Linked DNA regions of Anser cygnoides: region 2 is linked to region 1. A link is a contact called in public Hi-C data. All regions are on one chromosome and are shown on one strand. The core of a region is the stretch at or near the end of the contact, and the rest is flanking DNA. Distances in the headings are between cores, read along the strand shown.

Region 1 (7,886 bases), core at 2,179-4,678:
GACTGTCCAATGGGAGGTGGGAAATATGCTAGCAACTTCATGCTAGAAATAGGTAGATACTGACATTTTAAAAACAGAGGACACTTGCAAATTGCACATACTGTTTTTGCGTGACATATTGATCTGTTGTTCAGAGATTTTTTCATCAGTGTTGGTGATTTGGATTATGGCAAGGCTGAAAAAGCTGCTGTAATGGATACTGAAAAAAGTAATTCATAATCAATACATATCAAGGACAAAAGCGTTTTGCTGCTTTTTTGTTTTCCAGACACCAGAGCTACCAGAGTAGATCATGATAAGCAGTACATGAAGCTTCTCTCATTTTTGCTGGCTTTCTGTAAGGATCAGTTGGTTTTCTGGTATAATAACACACCTGGCTATGAGCTGAGGAACCCATTTGCCCCTACATGGTCTTTAGTTGCTATTTCAGAAAGCTTTGGCCTTTTGCTCCTGGCATAAAAGATCTGCACAGGCAGTTCCTTAGCTGCTGGTTAGGGCAAGGCCACAGTCCCTAAGAAGACGGAAATAGACTTAAGCCATTTCCTTCCCTATTTTTATAATAATTTTCTGAAATCAGTGAATCAGATCCTTCATCCCTATGGGGCTTGGAGTAGCAACCATGTTGTTGTGACAGCTTATGCTGGGGGGGAGGACAAGTAAATCAAATCTCGACCCACAGATCCATCAGGTATTCCTCTATGATTTCTGGGCTGCAGGGATGTGCTGGCTGCAGCAGCAGCAATCCTACAGATAAATTTTTCTCTCCTGCTAGCTGCTCAGATTGTGCTAGTGAAATATGTAATGTCAGTGCTTTGGAGAGCTTCGTGGAAGCATCCCATGTAGCAGACGTACATGAGAGTTTTAATTCAGTCGGTACCCTTGTATATACAATACCTATTGCCTCTTTCTTCTGCGTGGGTGTGACTCTCTAATAAGATTGGTAAGGGCTTGATTCCAAAGCAACTGAAGTGAGGATGTCTTCACTCTTAGGAGCACTTCTATGCAGTGCTTTATCCTCACAGTATATTGTGCTGTTGGCATTGTGGTAGCAATTTATTTTTTTGTTGATTTTTTTTTTCTCTGGCCAAATTAGAAAACCTGAAGTTGAAAATAATTCAAGAAAAACTACAGTTTGCCTCCCCACCCCCCTTTTTCTTTAACTTCCTCATATCTGGTGTTTCCATGCCAATTCAGGAAAACTTAAACCACCCCAGCTAAGGACAAGATACCTTTGGGCATCTTTACTTGCAGCCCCTTGCAGATGTCTCAGTGAAATAGGGTTGGACACGAATTTGCTGTGCTTGCTTGTTAAGGCTCCCCCTTGGACATTTAAAGATTATGTTTGTCAAAATGAATTTCAGGTGCAGACAGGATTAAACCTGAACCCAGAAAAATGGGGAACAGATATAGCCATTGTGACAGCCACTCTGCAGCAACCTCTGGTGATTTTTGCCATCTAGTGGCTAAAATATTGGTACTGTAGTATCCTCTAACTCGAGCACAGCAGAACTGAGCTGCTCTTGTAAAATATGCACTTTTCAGTGTTTGTTTTTCCAAGTAGAGGGGTAGAAGGAGACTAGCAGAGCTTTTAGAGGACCTGGGCAGCCAAGGAGAGGTGTAGAGAACACAAGCATGTGGCAATAAAGCTCATTATTTAGCATTCTTAGCTCTGTAGGTTTCAAAATCCTTTCCAAAGCAGACTTGCCCAAATTTACCTGGCAACCCAATCTCCCTAGGGTACTGACTGCAGGTCCCTGTGGCTCTCCTCTAAGAGGATAAGCATTTACGGAATGCATCGTTAGAGAGCTCGGTTTGATTTCTTTCTCTCAGCAGAACTTGCCTCTGTTTTCAAGGCAGGAAATGCATCCTGTATTTGAGAAGAGGTGCCTCGCTTGGCAGTATGAGAAGTAGTGAGGAACCACTGCTTCCGATCATAAATCCATTTCACTCACTGCAAAATTTTCTTATAGTCAGTTCAGGAGGGGAACTTAGCGCACGGGGTTTGGAACAGCATGGGTGGCAACATTTAAAGCTGAACCTGTCCCAGCTGCTCTTAGCATTTGCTTTCCCTCGTTTCGTCTCTTGGACCTTGCTTTTGCTAGGGAGCTGTGCTGTTGCTGGAGAGAAGACTGTGCTGGGCAGTCCTGCGTGACACCAGGATTGCTAGGAAATGCACTGCAGATGGGGCTCTGGTACCTTCTTCAGAGTCATCACAGGCTGAATTTCATGGCACCAGAGATGCAATCAGCAGAGCTCTGAGTGGCAGTGCTGAGGCCACAGGTAGGCTCACTACATACCCTGGTGAACGGCTCTTTTGTAACCGTAGGCTTGCTGGCTTGGGCATTTTTTTTTCAGTACTTTGCTTCCTCACCCAATTAGAGACTGATTTAACTGAGTAATTCATAGAGTCCCTCTACATCTTGTACACAGGAAAGTAAAACATAAGCTCTTCTAACCGGAAAACCACAGCTCTTTTAAAATTTTCTTTCTTTTTTATCTTTGCTTGGTGAATAGAAGTGGAAAATAACTCCACCTTCTTCTAAAATAACTCAGTCTTCCTTTTTGCTCAGTTTACATTTTAACATCAATACAATCTACACTGTTCTGCTCTTACTGTTTTTTGGGTTTTCTTTTGTTTTCTTTTTAAACATTCTTTCTGAAGCTGGGAGAAGTCTCTGCCAGATACAGCCTGCAGAACGCTTTCCAGCAGTCCTGTTCACCCACTGCCTCAGAAACCCACTCACTGCCTGCCCCCTCTGAGGCCACGGTTAACATCTGTCTTTCCTCTTGTCATGTAGGATAGACCTAAGGTGATATTACCAACGCTTTTTCTGTGAAGCCTAGTGGCGGTAACAAAGTGGGGAGAAAGAAGTCCAAAAGCATCTGGTCTCAATCACCTGGGGGGTCTCTGCAGGGATGGATGTGGGGAGGGGCGAGGAGAGGGAAGAGTGTGGGTGCGGAGGGGGATGTTGTGCTCTTTAAACAGGGAGATAACGCCTCACTACCCAGTCTGATGCCAGGCACATAGCAGAGTATTGCAGGCAAGAATCACATCTAGCATCGCTTGCCAGGATGTTTTCTTCTTGTCCTCAAACAGAAAAGCAAAACCACCCTGTGCAACTAGAAAGATTTCTGTATAGGTACCAGCTGTGGTGTGATGTTTAAACCACCTGTGGTAGAGAAAAGGCATGAGCAGCACCCTTCTCTGTCTGCTGGAGTCCAAGTTTTTGTCTGTTTACAGGTTAGCTGCAGCAAGGCGCTAGCCTCAGTAGCCAGCTATTAGGGGAGGCTGCAGCATGCAGCAGGCTGGGCTCAGTGTCAGGTGGGATGGAGCATGTCTTTCATGAAAATAGCCACAGATGTGGAGAGTTCCTCTAATGCTGCGGTGTGTCTGCATACGTCTTTTGCTGTTGCTACTTACATATTTTCAGATAAGTGTCAGAAGCGGAAGCAGCCCCGGACTGAATGGGAACAGGGCGATACCACCATTCTCAGGGCTGGTTGCTGGGAGCACGCACAAATCGCCCCAGGCTTTGCTGGGACAAGAGAGCAAACAGACCCCTTGTGACTGCAGAATGACCTAGGGCGTTCCAATCAATGGGTAAACAATCGAAACAATTCATGTACCTCTCACGTAAGACTAATTTTCCCCATCTCCTGCTCAAAAATGCCTGTCCTCATCACTAGAGAGCATGTCTAGATTGGATTTAAAAACTGAGCAGAGGCACGCTTCTTTCAAGCACATGCTTGGATCTATTTTCACAGCATCCTGAAAGTTCAGAATATGAGTGTGTGAGTGTACAAACTCTGTGCAGGTTCAGAACTTTTGAGTGGAAAATATTTAACCATGGAAGAATGTGACCTTCCAAAAGGTTTTTAGCCTCAGTTAAAAAATGCTTGCTTTGTGTGAATAATACAGAAGATTGTGTATATTATGTGACAGACACACTATATTTATACACAGGAAGCAGCAGCTTGGCATTTCGTTACAGGTGCCCTCACCTCACGCTCACTGAAATATTCTATTTCAGGCATTGCGCAGAAGGGCAGAGCAGGCACAAGTCTGAAGGAACTGCCCTTTCCCAAGGTCTGAAGGAGATGTTAGTGGAAAAGAAGGAAGGAAAAACATAGGAAATCATATACACGAGAAGAGACAAGCAGGACAAATGACAAAAATAGCAGTTGTCAGACGAGGCAGATTTAACCAGCTACCACATGTTTACATCAGTTGCTTTACAGAAGAGCTGAGATCCCAGAGGCTCTGTTTCGGCTGAAGCAGAAGATGTGTCTGAAAATTGGGCTCTGTGGTATTCTTTTTCTCATATTCTTCTGCTGAAAAGTTGCCCAAAGCTACTGCATGGAAATTCCTAGTCACCTTGCAGCCTGAAAGGTGTTTCCTCTTAAAGGCAGGAGCTCTGAAGAGAATCATCTATTACTGGGAGTGCTACCAGTAAACAGTTGCAAATTTGTTCTCAGTTTGTAACTCAGCTGAAAATCCTCACTCCCTGTGCATCCTTTCCCATGTGTGCTATGCAGAATATGGAGGCTATAAAAATATACAGCAGTTTAAACTTCATAATATGTAGTTCCCTCTCCCCTGTTGGAAATCAGCATAACCTGTGCTTTGCTGAGAATATACGGCTATAGCTTTGTAATCATCTTTTTCATAATTTCTTGAATAATTAGAGACTATGAAATTTCAATATATAAACTAAAAAAAAAAAAAAAGTGGGTTAACAGAGCTTTAAACTTAAATGTCTTAATTTCTACTTTATATTTTAAAATACCCATTAGCCCTGACTTCTGATAGGTGAGCTCCAGAGGTCTGGTTCTGGGCAGTATCCATCCTTCTACCGTGACTGCTGTGATCCTCACGCCTTGCCCACTCCTCAGGGACTGCCCTGTCCCTTCCTAGGTCTGACCCACCCAAGAGTTACGTCTGCACTGCTATTTGAAGGGAGGGATGTTCCCTTCAGATAGCTGTTCTCCTCCCAGCACGTTCCCTAAGACTCCCCAGCTTCCCATATCTCCACATACAGTGCTCGTTCACAACTGTGCTGGGACAGCCAGGTGATTGCCTCGAAAGAAGCAGCCAGCCTTTTCCAGGTGTTCGATGATGGTATGGTGCTCAGTGTGTGTGTAAGACCAAAAAGCAGGGGGACTGCAGCTTACCAGTGCAGGCACGCCTTGAGAAACCTCGCTGAAAGGATGCTAACCTGCCTCTGTTGTGATGTCTCAGCTAACATGGCAAGTGTGGTGAGGCAGGTTAGAAACGAACAACAAAAAAGGCACTTCTACATGTAACAGGCAAGTGCATTGCTTTGCTAGGAGATTCAGTGGATGCTAATAAAATGTTTCAGGATTTCAAATAAGATCAAGGCACAAGAAAACTCTGCTGGGGGCTATTCAATATAAAGCTGCTGCTGGTTTGGCAGTCCCTGAACCACAAGTTGTTAAGGCCAGATTGTTTAGGAGAAACTTTCTCCTATGCTTGCTCTGTTCTGCCGTTCCACACGGATCTGGCGCCAGGGATGGGATATTAGGCTGAACAGATTTTGGTCTGAGCATGCGTGACCCTTCTTGCAGTATGAAAATTGTGTGTAAGTGTGTGTCTCCTTCTATGTGTCAGAGTGAACTTCCCAAGGCTTCCAGCAATTGCTGAGTTAGGTCTGTGCCACGTGCCAAAAGTGGATATCTCCCTTCCCTGTCGGAAGTAGTTTCTACCAGCTGCAGTGCCTGAAGCAAGGGCAAGAAGACAGAACGCCCAAAATTGCTTGAACCAGGCTGTGCTATTGAATGAGTGTGTGTTTTGGCTGTTAGGCAGCACTTTCAGGGAACTTTTACTTCTTGAGATGGGATTTGCAGTGTTTGTTTGCCGTGCCCATGGTAACCAGCATCAACTGCTTTTAGAAGCCCTGCCTTTGCTTTTTTTAATTAAAAAAAAAAAAAAAAGTTGTTCCTCATCTCCCTCTCTTGCTTTGTAGGAAAATTTTCTCTAGCTGTAGGCTAAAGTTAGCCATTTCCTATAGCAGTTAGAAAAGGACCAGTGAGGAACCAACTGAAGCAAGCTGCATCTCTGGTAAGCAGCGCTGAAAACTCATACCCTGCTAGCTCTCAGGTCAAAGTGCTTTCCTCATATTTCTAGTGCCAAGGACTCTGCAGGCGGACCTTTTCCCAGGTTCAGATGTTTCACTACTGAGTATCAGCAGTAGTAAAGTGTCCCCCTACAGTTTTGGACTGTAGTTGTCTCTGCCAAGCACTACTGGGGCTGGGGCTGGAGGGGTCAGTTCCCCATCGGGAGCTTGCTGACAGGCCCCCGATATCTCCTCGTAGGACAGCTCATCCTATTGGGGCACCCAGCCTGGTCACCAGGAGCACGTTGTATGCCTTCCTCTATACCAAACTTTTGTAGTGATGGTGGAAGAACAAGCACTGGAGAGTATACAGGTGGAAACCCAATGTCTGTTGTCACCTACATTTTTACTAAGAGCAACAGAGAGTGGTCCCAACGCTGCTGTTGCATTTCCGCAAGCCTTCCCTACTACTTGTCTTTTGAGTCAGCAGCACGTTTCTTCATCTGTACATTTCAGTAAATAAAGATGGGTAGCAGAAACTATTTATACATCCAGATGAATTCAGCAACTTGCTCCAGGCCAAGCAAAAGCTGGGGGTGAAGGAAAGCATGGGTTTGCCCCCGATGTTTTGCCTGGACCACTAGACAGGTACAGCTGTTCACCCTGGGTTTGTGCTGCTTCTGCCATGCGCTGCTTTCCCTACCTGCTACAGAGCATCGATTTGACCTGCTGGAGGGATGAGAGGTTTTTGGAGCCAATTCGTTAGGTTCAGCAGTTGTTTATAATGTGCTAAGCAGAATTAATTGGCTTTGCGGTTGTTTCCCTTAAGGTTTTCTGGGTGTTCTCTGACACTGAAAGTTTATCAGTAGTTGTCTTCTTTCTTTTTATCAACCTTTTAAAAGGCAACCAGCCACCTTCCTGATATTGAGAACTACTGGAATGTGAAATGACTTCCTGGAGAAGTGACAGAAAGCTCTAGCAGCAGAAATATTTAAAAGGTGACTGTAATTCAGATGAGAGGATAATTTTACATTATCAAGGAAATAAGTGAGTGATCTAAAAATAATAATTCTTGCTCCTCTGTGATATATAGCATGGCACAGGGAGTTCTGTAAAATTCTGAGAAAAAAAAAAAAAGAAAGGGGGGGGGAGGGTTGAGGAAGCTGCTTTTTTCCTGGTGATTGCTGAATGCAAGTTTTAAGTATCCATACTTGCATGCCTGCACAACACCTTAGTTAGATTTCATTTGAGAAATACTGCTACCCAAAGATACATTCAAAGATGTGAACAGCCCCATTCAGATATTTGTAATACTACCTGTCAGGTATTTGTAATACTACCAGTATTCAGTGTGCTATCGGATAATAGGGAGCCCTAAAAAGAGGAAGCACTTAGTGCAACGCAGGGGGCTACCTTTCAAGCTCTTACTAAGGGTAGAAGGTGAGTTCCCTGCCTCCAGCCTCTCTGGAGGACTGACCCTGGGAGCAGCGCTGTTGTCAGCAATGTATGCCATCTAAACAAACTGCACACCAGGTCAAAAATATCAAGGCATTAACATCAAATATTTCACATTCATGAATAGTTCCAGTCCTCAATAGATCTCACTTTTCTCTGATTTTAAAGTGTGAACTCTGGACAAAAGTCTTTCACTGCCCACCTGTGTAACCCCTTCAACAACCAGAGGGATGCTGAAAGAAAGCAAAGTGTGCTCTCCCTCTGCTTCAGAAATAAGTACAATGAAACATTCACTCTGATAAAATAAAAAGTATATATCACTGCAGTGCTAGTCCCTACCCAGACCTGGCATGCGTT
Region 2 (7,886 bases), core at 1,492-3,991, 50 kb after region 1:
CACTGGTTAGGCCATGGACCTAATTTAATAGATTGCCATCTTGTTTTAAGACATTTGCTGGAAGCTCTGCTCTGTGATAAGACTGCCAGTAGACTTATACTCCACTCAGCTACCAAAATGTACTCAGGAGGTACAGTTTCATTCTGTCTTTGTGTTTTGCTGGTAGCCAGTTTAATACTCCATTACTTTTCATTAATTACTCCCCTATCTCAGATAAATGAAAGTGTTAAAACATGCGCCAGCTGCTATGGTTTCTCTAACCATCCTGTTCTGTCAGAGTAAACAAATATTGTTTCCTATTGCCAGCAGCTTTCAGAAACTGATGCTGAAACATTTTACCTGTCGAAATGATTCTTCTTCTTGATCCTCCAGGACAGTGTTCTCATCAAAATCAATGACACGATCATACATTTGTAAATTGTACTCTTTCCAAGACACTAATCCATCACCATCTTTGTCATAGTCGTGGAAGTGTTGCTTAGCTTCTTGTGTAACATAATGTTTAAAGGACTGTTGTATCCAGGAGCTCAGCTCATCTGTGAAAATAAGAAAGTAAACCAAACAAAAATCAGAATAATCTATAGTATAAAAACTGTAAAGATACCACAGGTCTATTCAGTTTGGAATATACTTTGTAATTCAGATGCAAGTATGTAGGCAAGAGGTTGGTTAAACAGCCTACTTCCTCTGTGCCATGCCTTTTTTTCAAGTTAACCGAGTAAGAGATTAGACCACAACTACAGCTTTTAGTTCGTCTTCTGTCGTACCATACGGTTTCCCTATTGATACCCTCAGGCTAGAGTTAGATGGTTACTTCACTCTGGTGTATTTTGGTGCTGCCAGAAAAAGGGTGACGCATCCCTCTGACACACAAAGGAAGTGGTTAGGAAGAAATGATTACAGGTAGTGTTCATGCAGCTGCACAGCAAACTAGGTCAACTAGGAACTTATCCCATAAGGAAGATTCTTAGTTTTCAGCTGAGAAGTTACCCTTATTTCAAGCTTACTGAGGCCTGAACAATGCAAGCCTGCCCCTTTTGGTGGCTGCTGGCATTTATGTCAGCTTGAAACGATTATGTGGCCAGGGCTTTTCAAACCTGAAGCCATCCAACTCTAGGATCATTTAACCTTTCTTTTCAGACCTTTATGAAAATGAAATTGAATATAGAAAATTCTAAATGTAAATTTGTATCCAAAAATCACCGTTCCCATCAATTTCTAAGTTTCTTAGTGTAAAAAAGCGTTCCACTGTGATTTTCCTTTGGGAAGGGAGGGAAAAGCAAGTTTCCATTAGGCTAAGAACCAGACGCAGTATGTATCGTCAGGATTGAGTACAGAGGGAATTTCTGCACTTTAAAATATTAGACCTCTTCTCTTACAGCCTTCACGTTGCAAAGTGCTTGTTGTTTATTTTACAAGTTAGCCACCCTTACAAAGTCACATACTACCTCACCTCTGCTCAGTCAGGTACAGGAACACTGAACTAAGTGTGCAGCTGATTAGTTTCAGCACATCCAGTGGAAGACATTCAAGAGATAGAGTTGGCCTTATCTTTAAAACTGAACTTTCTCCTCCCACCCAGAAAGCTTACTGTATGCTTGATATCATGTCAGTGACATATCACGGTTCTGGAGTTTGAACAAGGATTGTGTTTGCTCTGTGTGCACGTTCACAAGACACTTATGTTTTTTTTTGTTAAGCTCCAGCAGAACAAACCGACATTTTTACAATGAGTTTGACAATTAGATGAAGAAAGTGTTGTGATGGTGCCTGAATTTACAGGTTTGATAAAACCTTCGTCTGGGAAATAACATTTGGTGCTACATTGTGATGGAAAGCACGTATGATCCCACAGTGTGGCTCAATGTTAGTAGGTGTTCAAGTGTGTGCACTCAATGTTATGGCTGCAGGTACCTTCTTTACCTCCTTGCCTTGCTCTCCTAGTTGTGCAAAAAGGATTTCAAAAAGCACTTGATTCTAGGGGGTTTCAGAGGTGTGAGGAAGAGGTACAGCTGCAAAACTGGTACTGTGGAGGGTGGGAAGAGCTCTGCTGTCGGTGGTAGTGCTCCTCCTGCCTGCTTTCCATGGCCCTCGCTGCTTGTGTCATGGAAAACAGAATCCTTGGGGACTGAGATATCCTCTATATCCTTTTTTATTATTATTTTTTCCCGGCATTTCTGACAGGCTGTGCAAGATGGTGGTTACATTTCTCGCGGCGATTCTCCACGGAGAGGGTCCCGCAGCCTTCCGTGAGGCCCAGCGCCGGGCCCATCGCACGAGCACGACCCCCGCCGCCCGTCCCGTCCCTTGCGCCCCTCAGCCCCCTGCCCCTACCCTTGCTGAGCAGCCCGTCGCCGTCCGCATCGATCCTCCTGACGATGGCCCGCAGCCGCCGCTGCTGCTCTTCCGGGCTGAGCCGCGCGTACTCCTCCGCCTCCTCCTGCGGGCGAGGGAACCGCCGTGAAGCCGCCGCCGCCGCCGAGGCCACCCCGGCGGGCCGCGGCCCCCGCCCGCCGCCCCCTGCCCGCCGCCCACCTGCCCGCCGAGCAGCGCCTCCCGGTCGTAGTCGGCGCGGTGCTGGCCGTGCGCCGCGCCCAGCGCCCACAGGGCCAGGCCCAGCGCCAGCAGCGGCCGCCGCCGCATCGCGCCCGCCGACGAGGGGACCCGCGGCGAGGGGCGGGGAAAGGGAAGGGAACGGGAAAGGAAGGGAAGGGGCCGCGGGGGGCTCCGGGGCGCCGCCTGCCCCCGGCTGGGGGCCGGGCCGGGCGGGGGGCGGCCGGCCGCGGGGCCTGGTAGGGGAGGTGCCGGCGGTGGGGTCGGGCACGTCGTGGGGCCGGGGCCGCGAAGTTTTGTCCTGCCTCTCCCGCCCAGGCGTCCCTTTGTGCCGCGGCAGCGGAAGGTACCAAGTGCTGTCAGCATAGGTCTGTGATTTCTCACTTCCAGAAAGTGGGTCGGCTCAGGCATCAGTGAAGACTGGCAGGCCAGAGTGAATTTTGTCAGAGCTCGGGGCTGTTTCAAACAAACTCTGCCGCAGCGAAGATCATCAGGAAGCTGGCAGCGTGAAAGTGTCCTCTCAGAGAGGAGGAAAGCTTGCTCCTGGTGTGGGCCTGAACTCACAGTCGCACTTACAGCACAAAGGGAAAAGGAAGCGAGGCGTTATAAATGAGTTAGCAAGGTGAATCAATACAAATGTTCATAACTGTTCAGCACAGATAATAGAAAGAAAAGCTGTAAAATAAATTGAATCTCATTTACCACTCAGGCAGACTGAAAATATGTCCAGTAAATGAGCAGGGGGCCTCTGCAGGAAAGTCGTAACCAAGAGATGTCACATGAAATTGGGCTTGCTCAGATCCAGAGTCCACTGAGGTCAAATTAATCACTCTCAGTGGTTTAATTGAGATTTGCGTAAGGTTGATGTTGGATTTGTTACTTCTCCTTTCAAGATTAGTCTATTTCTGGAAGTCCTCTTTCAAACAGAAAGAAGTGATACCAGCTTATCTGGAATTCCAGAAAGGGAGCTGTTGACGTGTTTAAGTAGAGCCCTCAATTAATGGAGCTTTGTCTGTTGTGTTGTCCCTCATCCTCGGTGATGATGGCGATGTACTGCTCCCTGGTTAACCTCAAATTCTATTAACTGCGAAGAGCTAAGACACTTCATTTGGGAGATGTGAGACTACAATACTGTAATAAATCAGTAAATGTGTTACTGCAATTTCCTGCCCATATAAGAAATGTCTCTCTATTTTAAAAAAATCTAATAGTGACTTAAGTCTAATATGCTTTATTGGTTTAGATGTCAAATTTCCCGTCAGTATTTATGGAAATCATATATACAAAGTGTGAATGAAGTCAGGCTGCTTGTGGTTTGTGTAGATAAAGCAAATCCTATAAGCAATCAAAACAAAAATAAGATTCGATTGGTTTCCAAAAATAGTACTGAAGATACTTTGTCTTCTTTGTCTAGTGCATTACTAACACTCCAGAAAAATTCTTTGCTGCATATCTCAAGGCTTGACAAGTGTATCGGATTATACGTATCATATGTATACGTATAATATAGTATACGTATGCCTAAACAACTGTAATAGCTTCCAAAGAGCAAATTCAATATAGATGTGCAAAGAACAAGTTTAATAACAATATGTTCACATGCCAGGATGACTGAAGATAGCAGAAGGAAATAAGAATAGCTGGAATAATATAGCGAGCAAAACCAACCAGCCAAACAAACAAACAAAAAAACAACACCCCACCACCACTTGCTGAAGCTCAGCAAGAAGGACAGCATAGAAAATCATATTCTTCACTCCGTAGTTTGCCTGTATCAAAATACAGTCCACACTTCCTAGCACTCAGTTAACCAGTCATATCATAAATTCGAAATTGTTCTGGTAAGGATGTAGGAAAATGAAAGAGGGCCTTACATTCTCTCGATATTTTTAACCAAGTGCGTAGCGAATGCATTGCTATCGTAACTTGCAAATAAAAAGCGAGTATCAGTGATGCTATTTTAAAAACAGAATGCAAGTCATGTCATACAAAAAGCTTTTTATGTGCTGAACTTTCTGACTTTTCTGACAAATCTCTCCTTCCATCTAGCCAAATTGCATACAGTCTTTCACAAATCTGTTTGGAGCTACTCTTTCAATCACAGATTAATGTTAGAAGATCATGTTCAACACAGATTTCCACTACATTGGCTCATTTGTGCCTCCTCCTAATGACTTGACTGAAGCCATGATACCATTTCTTCTCTAAGACATCAGCAAATGTAAATCTGTTCCTCTTAAACTGTCAGCATGAGAGCAGTTGTCCAGGAATGGAAAGTGCCGTTCCTTAACAGCTATTTTCTGCAGGTGAAGCTATCTGCCTCATGTTCACTACAATTTTTTTTACATTTCTACATTTTAATTTTATAAAGCACTACTCAACTTGTATAAGCTGTGATTTTCTTTAATGCAAGTCATTTATACTCTTTCAGAATAAGTGTATTCACAGTAGTGAATTTAGACAGTTTTTGATTTTGACGTATCCTAATTTTGTTTTCATCACAGGTAAACATTATAAGCTGTATGTAAGATGGTGAAGTGTATCTAAGAGCTGCATGCAAAGATTATCCCTCCATCTTCCATTTTAAAAGTTGCTGGCTTTTGACAGGTGAATTTAGGTAAGGGAAAAAACAACCCGAGCAACAATTTAATTATAAAGACAATTGTGTTTAAGTGCCATGTGCTTGGATTTCAAAATGGCCATCATTTGCTTTAGTAGGACCCAAATACAACATTGTGAGCATTCTAATTATTTAATAACTCCTTCACAAATTATCCTGAAGTATTTTAGGCTCTGCAGACTTTACAGACCTATTTTTCTACTTATTTGCACTTAGTGCAGTTATTAATATGTGAAGAAACAGGTTATGAAAGGACACTTCTGATGCGGTATCTGATTTGGCATCAAATCAGGGTACCAGGATTTGTCACAAGCTTCTGAAGCCCTGTACCATGGTGCTGAGCTCAACTACAGGGGACCAAAGAGGCAGCTGGGGACACTCAGACAGCTGCCTGGGAACAATAAACGAGCTTGTTATCGAAGGACAGTGTCAGAGCTGGGCTGGGACCTCCAGAGGCCATCTGGCTCAGCTCTCAGCGCAGGACCAGTTATGTGTGTCATTCCTGAGAGGTGGTTGTGCTACTTGTGACAGCAGCCGAGGCACGTGTAATTTCCCGTGCAATCCATACCAATGCTTGAACTATCGTTGCTGTTTTAGAAATGGAAACCTAAATCGTCCCAGTTAGAATTTAAGCCTCTTACTTCTTATCATTGCTATCCCACAGGAAATGGATCATTCCTAACCATACTTTTACATGTTGGACGCTCCTATCGCTCCCCGTTTGTCTTCCCTTTTGGCTAAATAGTCCCCTTGTCCAAAATTTCCTCACAAGCCCGCTTGCCCAGATCTCAGAAGAAGACCTGAACCCCCTATGACTTCAAGCCCGGTGCCCCAGCAGTGTCAAAACCCAGGGTGCAATCTTTCTGTGCTGCCTATACGCGCAGGGTATGTACACGATTATTTACTGATGCCCGCAAATTTGCTTCTCCTGTCCCCCAGGGGGAGCGGGCATGCCGCTGAGGGACCCGGCACCACCGCCCCAGCGGCCCCTCAGCGCTCCCTGACGGGCTGAGGGCAGCCAGGTGCGGGCAGGCAGGTGAGGGCAATGCCTTCACCGGCGCGGATGGCGCATGCGCGGGCGGCAGCACTGGGGTGTGTGTGACTGGGGGGGGCCCGGGCTGCGCAGGGCGGCGGGCGGGAGGGCGGACAGGCGGCGGGCGGCGATGACGTCACCGCGGCGGGACGGCGCGGCGCGGCGGAGAGCGTGAGTGCCCCAGCGCGCGGCCGGGCCGGGGAGGGGCGCGGCGGCGGGGCAAGATGGCGGCGGGCCAGCCCCCCCCCCCACCCCCCCCCAGCCCGCCGAGGCCGGTTGCTACGGGCAACCGCGGAGCCCCTGACGGGGCGGCCGGGTCGGGCAGGGGGCGGCCGGGCCGGGCCGGGGGCGCCGCCGCGCTGAGGGAGCGCCCAGGCCCTGTGGCGAGGGGCCCGGGCCCTGACCCGGGCTGCTGCTCGAGCGCGGCCTGAGGGGAGGCCCGGGGGCTGCCCGGCCTGAGGGGGGCCGCGGGTGGGCCGAGTCTTCCCTCAGCCTGAGGGAAAACCCCGCTTCTCAGCGTGATGTTACAGTAAACCTACAGCGTTCTCGCTGCGAGCTTCTCTCCTCTGCACACGTTCCTTCTAAATACAGATTCCTGCGTCTGCGTGATTTCCAAGTGCACTGCACTTCTGGGAAGTTATGTGGGCCCCGACTTTTTCCCTTGAATACGTACCTCGATGTGGCCAGCTTTTCTTACATCCTTATTACAGTCAAGTGAGGCTTGGTGGTCAAAAGCGGTTTGCTAAGACATCTCGGGGCTGACGGCTCCTTTTGCTTCTCATGTCTTAAGTAATGCTGAAATACACGGGACTTTGTTTTCAAAAACTCAGCTTCCTTCAACCAATGGCAGGCAGATTATTTCAGTGTTTTCTTAAGATCAGGAGGTTGTTTTAAGGCATGCAAACAAGTGCAAATCCTAACAACTGGCTGTTTGTGGGCATGGGTTTTGGCTGTTGGCTTACAGAAAACTCAGCAACATGTGGAGTGGAAGCTGTAATCTGAGAGCAAGGGAACAGCCCGGTTAGGGTAGTACCAATAACAACTGATAACAAAGTCTCCCTAGGGATCTGGCAAAAGGTTAATCTTGTTCTCTGATCTAATTTCTAGAACTTCAGAAGTGCTTTTAACTTTTGTTTAGCATCTGAATCTTAAGAATATGTAAGGACTGTTGCAGGAGAGTTTTTGCACTAATCAGGAGCTGGCTGGGATTTATTTCCACCCTGAAGCCAAGGATTTAGTTTTATTTTAGCATTGTTATAGCAATTATAGAATTTTTTGATAAACCTATAAACGTTTAATCCAATGTACTTCTCCATTTTTGGCAGTGGTTCCCTAGTTCGATACTAGATTAAAATTATTTACTTGATCATAATTAACTTCTATAAGAACTGTCACTTCTTTTATTTGAGAACAGAAGTTTTTGGTTTTACTTCGCCTCACTGCTACTTATCTGATACGAATTTTCATTATCTCTGATTCATTTTTCTTTTTGAACCTATAAATAGTTTGCCCAGTCCTCTGTCACAGGAAAAATTATTGTTGCCTTCCACTATTCTTGAGCAGTCTGTGCAGTGATTTGTTTGAAGCCCCATAAAATTATTTGTACTGTTTACTATCTTATTACGTAGGCATATTTTTTTTTCTGTGGGATCATTCTCTTCTAGTTTTCTTCTTGGGCTG

Evidence for each region. Hi-C and Micro-C count contacts between places; a contact is called where the count stands out from the background.
Region 2: a Hi-C map of liver shows a contact between it and region 1, with 2.7 times the contacts expected there. The contact joins the promoter of RCN2 here to the enhancer-like site in region 1. A contact is called at or near these places in 4 of 7 Hi-C or Micro-C datasets (granulosa cells and liver).

Annotation. Positions count from the first base shown.
Region 1 is chr11:13,765,198-13,773,083 of Taihu_goose_T2T_genome, forward strand. The region is part of intron 3 of PSTPIP1 (proline-serine-threonine phosphatase interacting protein 1); the gene reads right to left. Among named protein-coding and RNA genes, the nearest start is that of PSTPIP1, 26 kb to the right of the region's middle. Within about 2 kb of position 3,429, at least 1 of the 3 cell types and tissues checked has open chromatin away from gene starts, as enhancers often do. A contact at or near this core is called in liver, where this site is marked.
Region 2 is chr11:13,816,092-13,823,977 of Taihu_goose_T2T_genome, forward strand. It overlaps RCN2 (reticulocalbin 2), which reads right to left and starts at 2,742. Exons shown (of 7, transcript XM_067004109.1): 1 at 2,536-2,742; 2 at 2,335-2,440; 3 at 340-536. The coding sequence starts at 2,643. SCAPER (S-phase cyclin A associated protein in the ER) reads left to right here and starts at 2,940. Exons shown (of 33, transcript XM_067004071.1): 1 at 2,940-3,175; 2 at 5,058-5,170.